2 separate regions of the Mustela erminea genome follow, and region 1 is linked to region 2. The links are chromatin contacts, called in public Hi-C maps. All regions are on one chromosome and are shown on one strand. Each heading gives the region's core, a stretch centred on a gene start, on an enhancer-like site or on the middle of the called end of the contact. The rest is flanking DNA. Distances are from core to core; before and after follow the strand shown. Region 1 holds the start of NOP16 (nucleolar protein 16). Region 2 holds the start of RNF44 (RING finger protein 44).

Region 1 (2,872 bases), core at 369-2,868, 150 kb after region 2:
AGGTTGCCTCTTGTAGAGTTCACTCAAGGTCTCCAGCCCCTTTTCTTCCTTAATCCTAAAACACTAGATACACAGAACAATGGCAAGCTTTGTGACTACACTCTTACCACTCCACCATGCTGCCTTCTCTGAGGCTCAGTTTCCTGTTCTTTAAGATGCATCAAGAACCAAGTGGGGGTAGTCTACATCAGTGGAGTCTAGATGCTCTCAGGAGGTGGGAGTGGGGTGAGGAGCAGAAGCAAAGTGGAGGGCAGAACCTCCCTGCCTGGGGCAGGGCCATGGCCAGCCTCAACTGAAGGAAGGGTTTCCAGTTGAAGGTCTGAAGATTGTTGGGAAGATCAGTTGTTGTTGTTGTTGTTGTTTTTTCAAATAGCATCACTCTACCGAATATCTAACTTTAACAAGTTCCCCCAGGTGATTGTTACCAGAAAAGTTTGGTAATCATTAGACTGCAAGATTTCTAAGGGCCCCTATAGTCTTTAGACAATCTCCTAAAACCAAAGACCAAAAACCCTGGGGGTGCTAGATTGAGAATGAATTCACCAAACTACAAGTGGATCAGTTTATTAAGTAGGAAGTGAAGAGAGTGGGGCACAAATACAAGTATGCAACACCCAAACAAACGAATCCGAGATTCCCGAAAAAACACCTGTCAGTTACACAATTGGCCACTTCCTCGCCCGCTGATAGGGGCCTTGTCAGGGGAGACGAAGGAATAAGTCAGGTAGCGGGGCCGGTGGTTGCGCCTGGGGCCGGGAATGATCTCTGTGTAACGTTCAAGGCCAGGTCTCCGACTCAGGATCGAGACCTCATAGCAGATGCAGCCAGACCCAGCAAGATGGCTGCGACCGTGAAGCCCTGGGCAGCGATCCGAGTGCGCATCATGAGCTGAGAGCGCCGGCTCTGACCCCGGTGGAAGCAGTAGAGGCCGTAGGTGAGGGCGGCCGCCGTGCCCAGGCAGCCTGAGGAGGGGACAAAGTAAGTGGGGGAGTAGCACGTTCCGGCCCTGGAGGCCCCTCCCCCCCGTGGGCCTCCAGTACTCGGAGTCCAGAGCTCTGAGTAACGGCGGAGGCAGAGGGGGCCTAGTGGGAGGGTCTGGCGGAGGAAGGGTCCTCCCAGTTACAGGGCTCGCCCTATCTCAGGGCCCCAATCCCGCCCAACTCCTGCTCCAATCAGGATCACCTCTCACCCCCCGGCCTCGGCGCCACAACTCTGGTCCGCTCTCACTCCCTTCCCCCTAGGCATTCCCGGTCCTCACCTAATTCATTCCCTCAGACATCACTATCCTCTCCGTCTACAGTTCCTATGACACCTGCTTACCTATGGGTACCATTGGGTTCTCGCGGGTCTTGCGAATAAATTTTTCCTTGAAGCTTTCTTGAGTGCGGTAGATACTGGGGCTAAAGCCCTCAATGACTGGGGGCTGTGCTGGTTCAAAGGGTGGCCCCGGAGTCACAGGACCAGGAGCCGCCATGTCCCGGGAAGCTGCTTTGGGAAAAAATGCGAACGCTAAGCTCCGCCTTCTGATGAGGTCATTGAAGGGGAGTGGGGGAAAGGGATTTGCTGAGCTTGTACGCAGACGCCAACCGCTCGTTGCATTCTGGGAGTCGTAGTCATTATAGTAATCTGCATGAGGTCTCTACAGGATGGACTACATTTCCCGAAAAAGCCCGCAAACCCTTGCGAGCATCCACAGGAAGTAGTCGGAGACACGAGGCGCTGCGTGTGGGAGGCATCCAGTTCTAGCTGTCGGTTCGGTGGTCAAGGAAATGCCCAAAGCCAAGGGGAAGACCAGGAGACAGAAGTTCGGTTACAATGTTAACCGGAAGCGGCTGAACCGGAATGCTCGACGGAAAGCAGCGCCACGGATCGAATGGTGAGGGGACCGGGGTTTGGAAGGCAGGGGACCTCGGCTGGGACGGCCGGCGAGATGATGGTTCCGCGATCTCTCTCTCTTTGCCTATAGCTCCCACATCCGACATGCCTGGGACCACGCCAAATCCGTGCGGCAGAACCTGGCCGAGATGGGGTTGGCTATGGACCCCAACAAGGCGGTTCCCCTCCGTAAGAGAAAGGTACTGACGTGGCAGGGTCCTCGCCCTTCATCCCTGTTTGCTTCCATACTTAGCTGAGTTTAAGAACTTCTTCCTGTGCATTGCCACGCTTACTACGCCTTTCCTGGGTTTGCGACCTTCCTATAGCCAGCTCCGGCAGTTTGCAGTGACTGTGGTTGAAGAACTCTTTACTACCTCCTCCTACTTCCCAGCACACATTGGACCTGGGTTGGAGCTCCCCTCTTTTCTTCTCCACTCATTTTCTTTATCCCTCCGAAATGAGCTTGTTTGGGTCCCTTGGGATCCCAATGGTATGTCTCAGGATTTATCTTTTTCTGCCCTTCACTTTCCTAGTAAGGACTCCCCAGAGTTTGGGATTTTTACTTACTCTTACTTACACCTTCCCCCAGTCATCTAATATCCTTGGTCTGAGGCTTCCTTAGTTTCTCCCAAATAAGTCTTTTTCTGCACCACACTTAAAAAAAGTAGAACTCTTTTACCCAGTAATTTATTTCCAGCTTTAACTCGTAGCACTTGTAAATACTTGATGGTGTTTTATATATGTATTTGTTTATTGCATGTGCCTCTTTCCCTCAACATAATCTTCTTGGGGACAAGGACCTTGTGTCTTGTTCATTGGTGGTTAGAATGTGACTAGTGCTCAATAGTTAACCTAATGAATGGACTTGCTGATTGGATTTGTCCCATTGTTTTTATTTATTTATTTATTTGAATACTTTTTAAAGATTTTATTTATTTATTAGCAAGCTGAGAGTGGAGCACGGGAAGGGCAGAGGAAGAGGCAGACTCCCTGCTGC
Region 2 (2,876 bases), core at 332-2,831:
GATGCATCAACCAATGTTATTGTGGTAACATTTTGCAGTATATACATGTATCAAATCATCAAATTGTACACCTTGAACTTACACAATGTCCTATGTCAGATATATTTCAATAAAGCTGGAGGAGTGATGGGAAGTATCAGACTACTCATACACACAATAGATAGGATCTCAAAAACATGAGGACCACTGAAAGGAGGCAGTATCTACAGAGCCAGCCATTCCATTGATCTGAAGTTCTAAACCCATGTAACTAATCTATAGTGACAGGAACCAGAGGAATAGTTATGTCTGGAGGGAAATGACTTGAAGTAGGTAAGAGGGACCTTCTGGGGTGATGAAAATGTTCTCAATCTTGACTGGAGTTTTAGTTATACGGAGGCATACATTTATGAAAAGTTCACTAAGCTATACACATAAGGGCTTGTGCATTTTAGTGTTTATCTGTAAAATATATTCTAAATTACACCTTACTGTAGATGGAGTTCTGATGAGGGAAAGGGGAAGGAAGAAACAGGTTTGTTAAAGGATGAACCGGAGTAAGGCAGAAAGCAGTCTCCAGGTGTCAGGAGTGAGTAGAAATCTTGGAGTCTGCCACTTCCTAGCAACATTTCTTCACCTCACTAATGCCTCGGTTTTCAAATCTATAGAACAGGGATAATAATAATTTTCTCTCTCCGAGTTGTTAGACTTTAAGGAATAACGAAGTTAATTCATGTTAAGCACTTAGAACATTGCTTTACACGTGATAGAAACTCAACAAATGGAAGCTTTAAAAAATAAGACGGCCTCCAAGCATCTGTCAGAGGAGCCCATCTCCGGATCGTGGGGCAGCCTCTACCAGGCGAGGCCTGCAGGGACTACAACGGGATCGACCTGGCGGGCGCGGGGCAGGCTGGGAGTTGTAGTTGTAGTCCTCGCCCGGCTAAACCGCCCACGGACGCGGGGCCACCAGGATCAAGGATCCGCTCTGGGAGTGGGGAATGTCCGGCCAGAGGAGGGGGCGGTCAGCTCTGCTCCGGGGTGTCTCTAGCGATGGGCATATCCGTCCTATTGTCACTGGAGTCTCCTAACCTCTCGAAAAGGGGATCGGCGCTCGCAGTTCGAAGACGAGAAAACAGGCTTAGAGAAGGGACCAAAGCTGGGAACATCTACGGACGGCAGTCTTTACTCTGTATTACTGACCCTACCCCCCCAATCCGAAGCCGGGGAGGGGGACAAACTCTCCGGGCAGCAAAGGTTCTTTGAACGGGCATGGAGTCGCGTTATGTTCTGCATTTCACAGACAAGACAGAGTCACTCGCTCGCCCAACATCACGCGGGTAGTAAGTGAGCCGCTGGGATGCCAGGCCCTAATGCTTCGCCCTTGCACGCCCTCTGCCGCCGCACTCTGAGGGGCGTGGCCTAGAGGCGCCCCGCCTCCTCCACCCTCCGCTCTTGTGCACTTGGTGCGGTCCAGGTAGTTCCACACGCGCACAAGATTGGGGGTGAAGCTGCGCAGCCGCCGTAGGCCGCGCGCCCGGGTGGTGAGGTCTGCGGACGGTTCCACTGCACGGGAACAGAGGGGGGGCCGCGGCAGGCGGCGCTCAGGCCGCAGCGGGACCCGGACCCCGGGCTGCAGCGGGAGCGACTCGCCGGCCGCCCGGTTGGGGTGGAGCCCAGCCGCGGTCCCAGGTAACGCCTGGCTGGGACCCTGCGCCATGCGCCTCAGGCTCGAGGCCAGCGAGGACGGAGCGATAGGGGGCGGTCGCGGGCTGACAGAGTAGCTCAGGGACTTCCAGCGAGGCCTCTGCCTGCGTCTGCAGTGCTGAGCTCCGTGTCCCGGGACCGGGAGCCGGAGGTGCTCCGCTCACCAGGGCGTCCGCCCGCCCGCTAGGTCCTAGTGCCCCCGTTTGGGGACAGCCCCCCACGAACTACGAGTCCCAGAGTGCCCTGCGCCCCGCACGTGACCCGACCGGCACCCACCCCCACCCCCACCCCGCGCGGGTTCCGGCTCGCGCAGGGGCCCGGTTGTCAGGGAACAGGAACTAAAGTGGCGCCGCAGTCCTCCGGCTTCGTAACGTCCTTCCAAACATTTTACCAGCGCTCCTTGTGCCAGCCGCTGGGGAGCCAGAGCTTCCCGAGCCTTGCCCTGGAGCCTCTGCGGGTCCGAGGAACAGGCCACCACACCCCAGCGCCGTCGATACAGCTTTCAGAATGGCAGAATGCGGGGGCGGGTGCGGGGGCGGCGGTCCAGAGAGGGTGTGTGTCTTATGCAAGGTCACACAGCTTCCGTTGCCTAAGGATCTCTAGACTCGAACTTCAGGGGCTGTCGGGGGTCAGGGCGGTGGTGTGAACAGGACGGGGTAGGAAGCCTGGCCCTCAAGAGAGAAACTTACATGGAGAGAAAGTGGGGAATCCAGTTGAACTCATTTCCTTGGGTCTGCCAGGTGCCGCACTCCTGCAGGCCCCCGGTTTTCATCTCTGGATGATGTGATAGTACTTGCTCCCACCTCTGCAGACCCCGGGAGTTACAGCGGCCAGAGCTGCAGCGGGGAGGGAGTCAGAAAGGGGAACCCCTTCCAACACGGTGCCCACAAAACTCACACACTCAGGTGCAGACCCAGACTCAGAAAGTTGGGCAGGTCGGTCAAAGATGCACACACAGTGGGAGAAACTGTTGACCCACTGAGGTAGGTACTGTCCCCTCCGTTTTACCCCTGGCCAAACTGAGCTGTAAAAAGGTGGTGACTTCCTCAAAATGACATAGCTAATAAGGGGCAGAGCCAGGCTCCAAGCTCAGACAGGCTGACCAGAGGCTCTGTATTTAACCATCAGTGTGTGCCTGTCCTCAGTAGCCTGTAGGAGATGAATAATAGTGGTGCACACTAAGTGCTCAG

The links. A called contact is a pair of places that touch in the nucleus more often than the background predicts.
Region 1: a Hi-C map of skeletal muscle shows a contact between it and region 2, with 12 times the contacts expected there. The contact joins the promoter of NOP16 here to the promoter of RNF44 in region 2. A contact is called at or near these places in 2 of 3 Hi-C or Micro-C datasets (skeletal muscle and spleen).

The regions. Positions count from the first base shown.
Region 1 is chr3:100,315,757-100,318,628 of mMusErm1.Pri, forward strand. NOP16 (nucleolar protein 16) reads left to right here and starts at 1,619. Exons shown (of 5, transcript XM_032336964.1): 1 at 1,619-1,876; 2 at 1,967-2,075. The coding sequence starts at 1,843. It overlaps HIGD2A (HIG1 domain family member 2A, mitochondrial), which reads right to left and starts at 1,560. Exons shown (of 2, transcript XM_032336965.1): 1 at 1,321-1,560; 2 at 549-962. The coding sequence starts at 1,474. The coding sequence ends at 796.
Region 2 is chr3:100,168,814-100,171,689 of mMusErm1.Pri, forward strand. RNF44 (RING finger protein 44) reads left to right here and starts at 1,582. Exons shown (of 12, transcript XM_032336951.1): 1 at 1,582-1,671.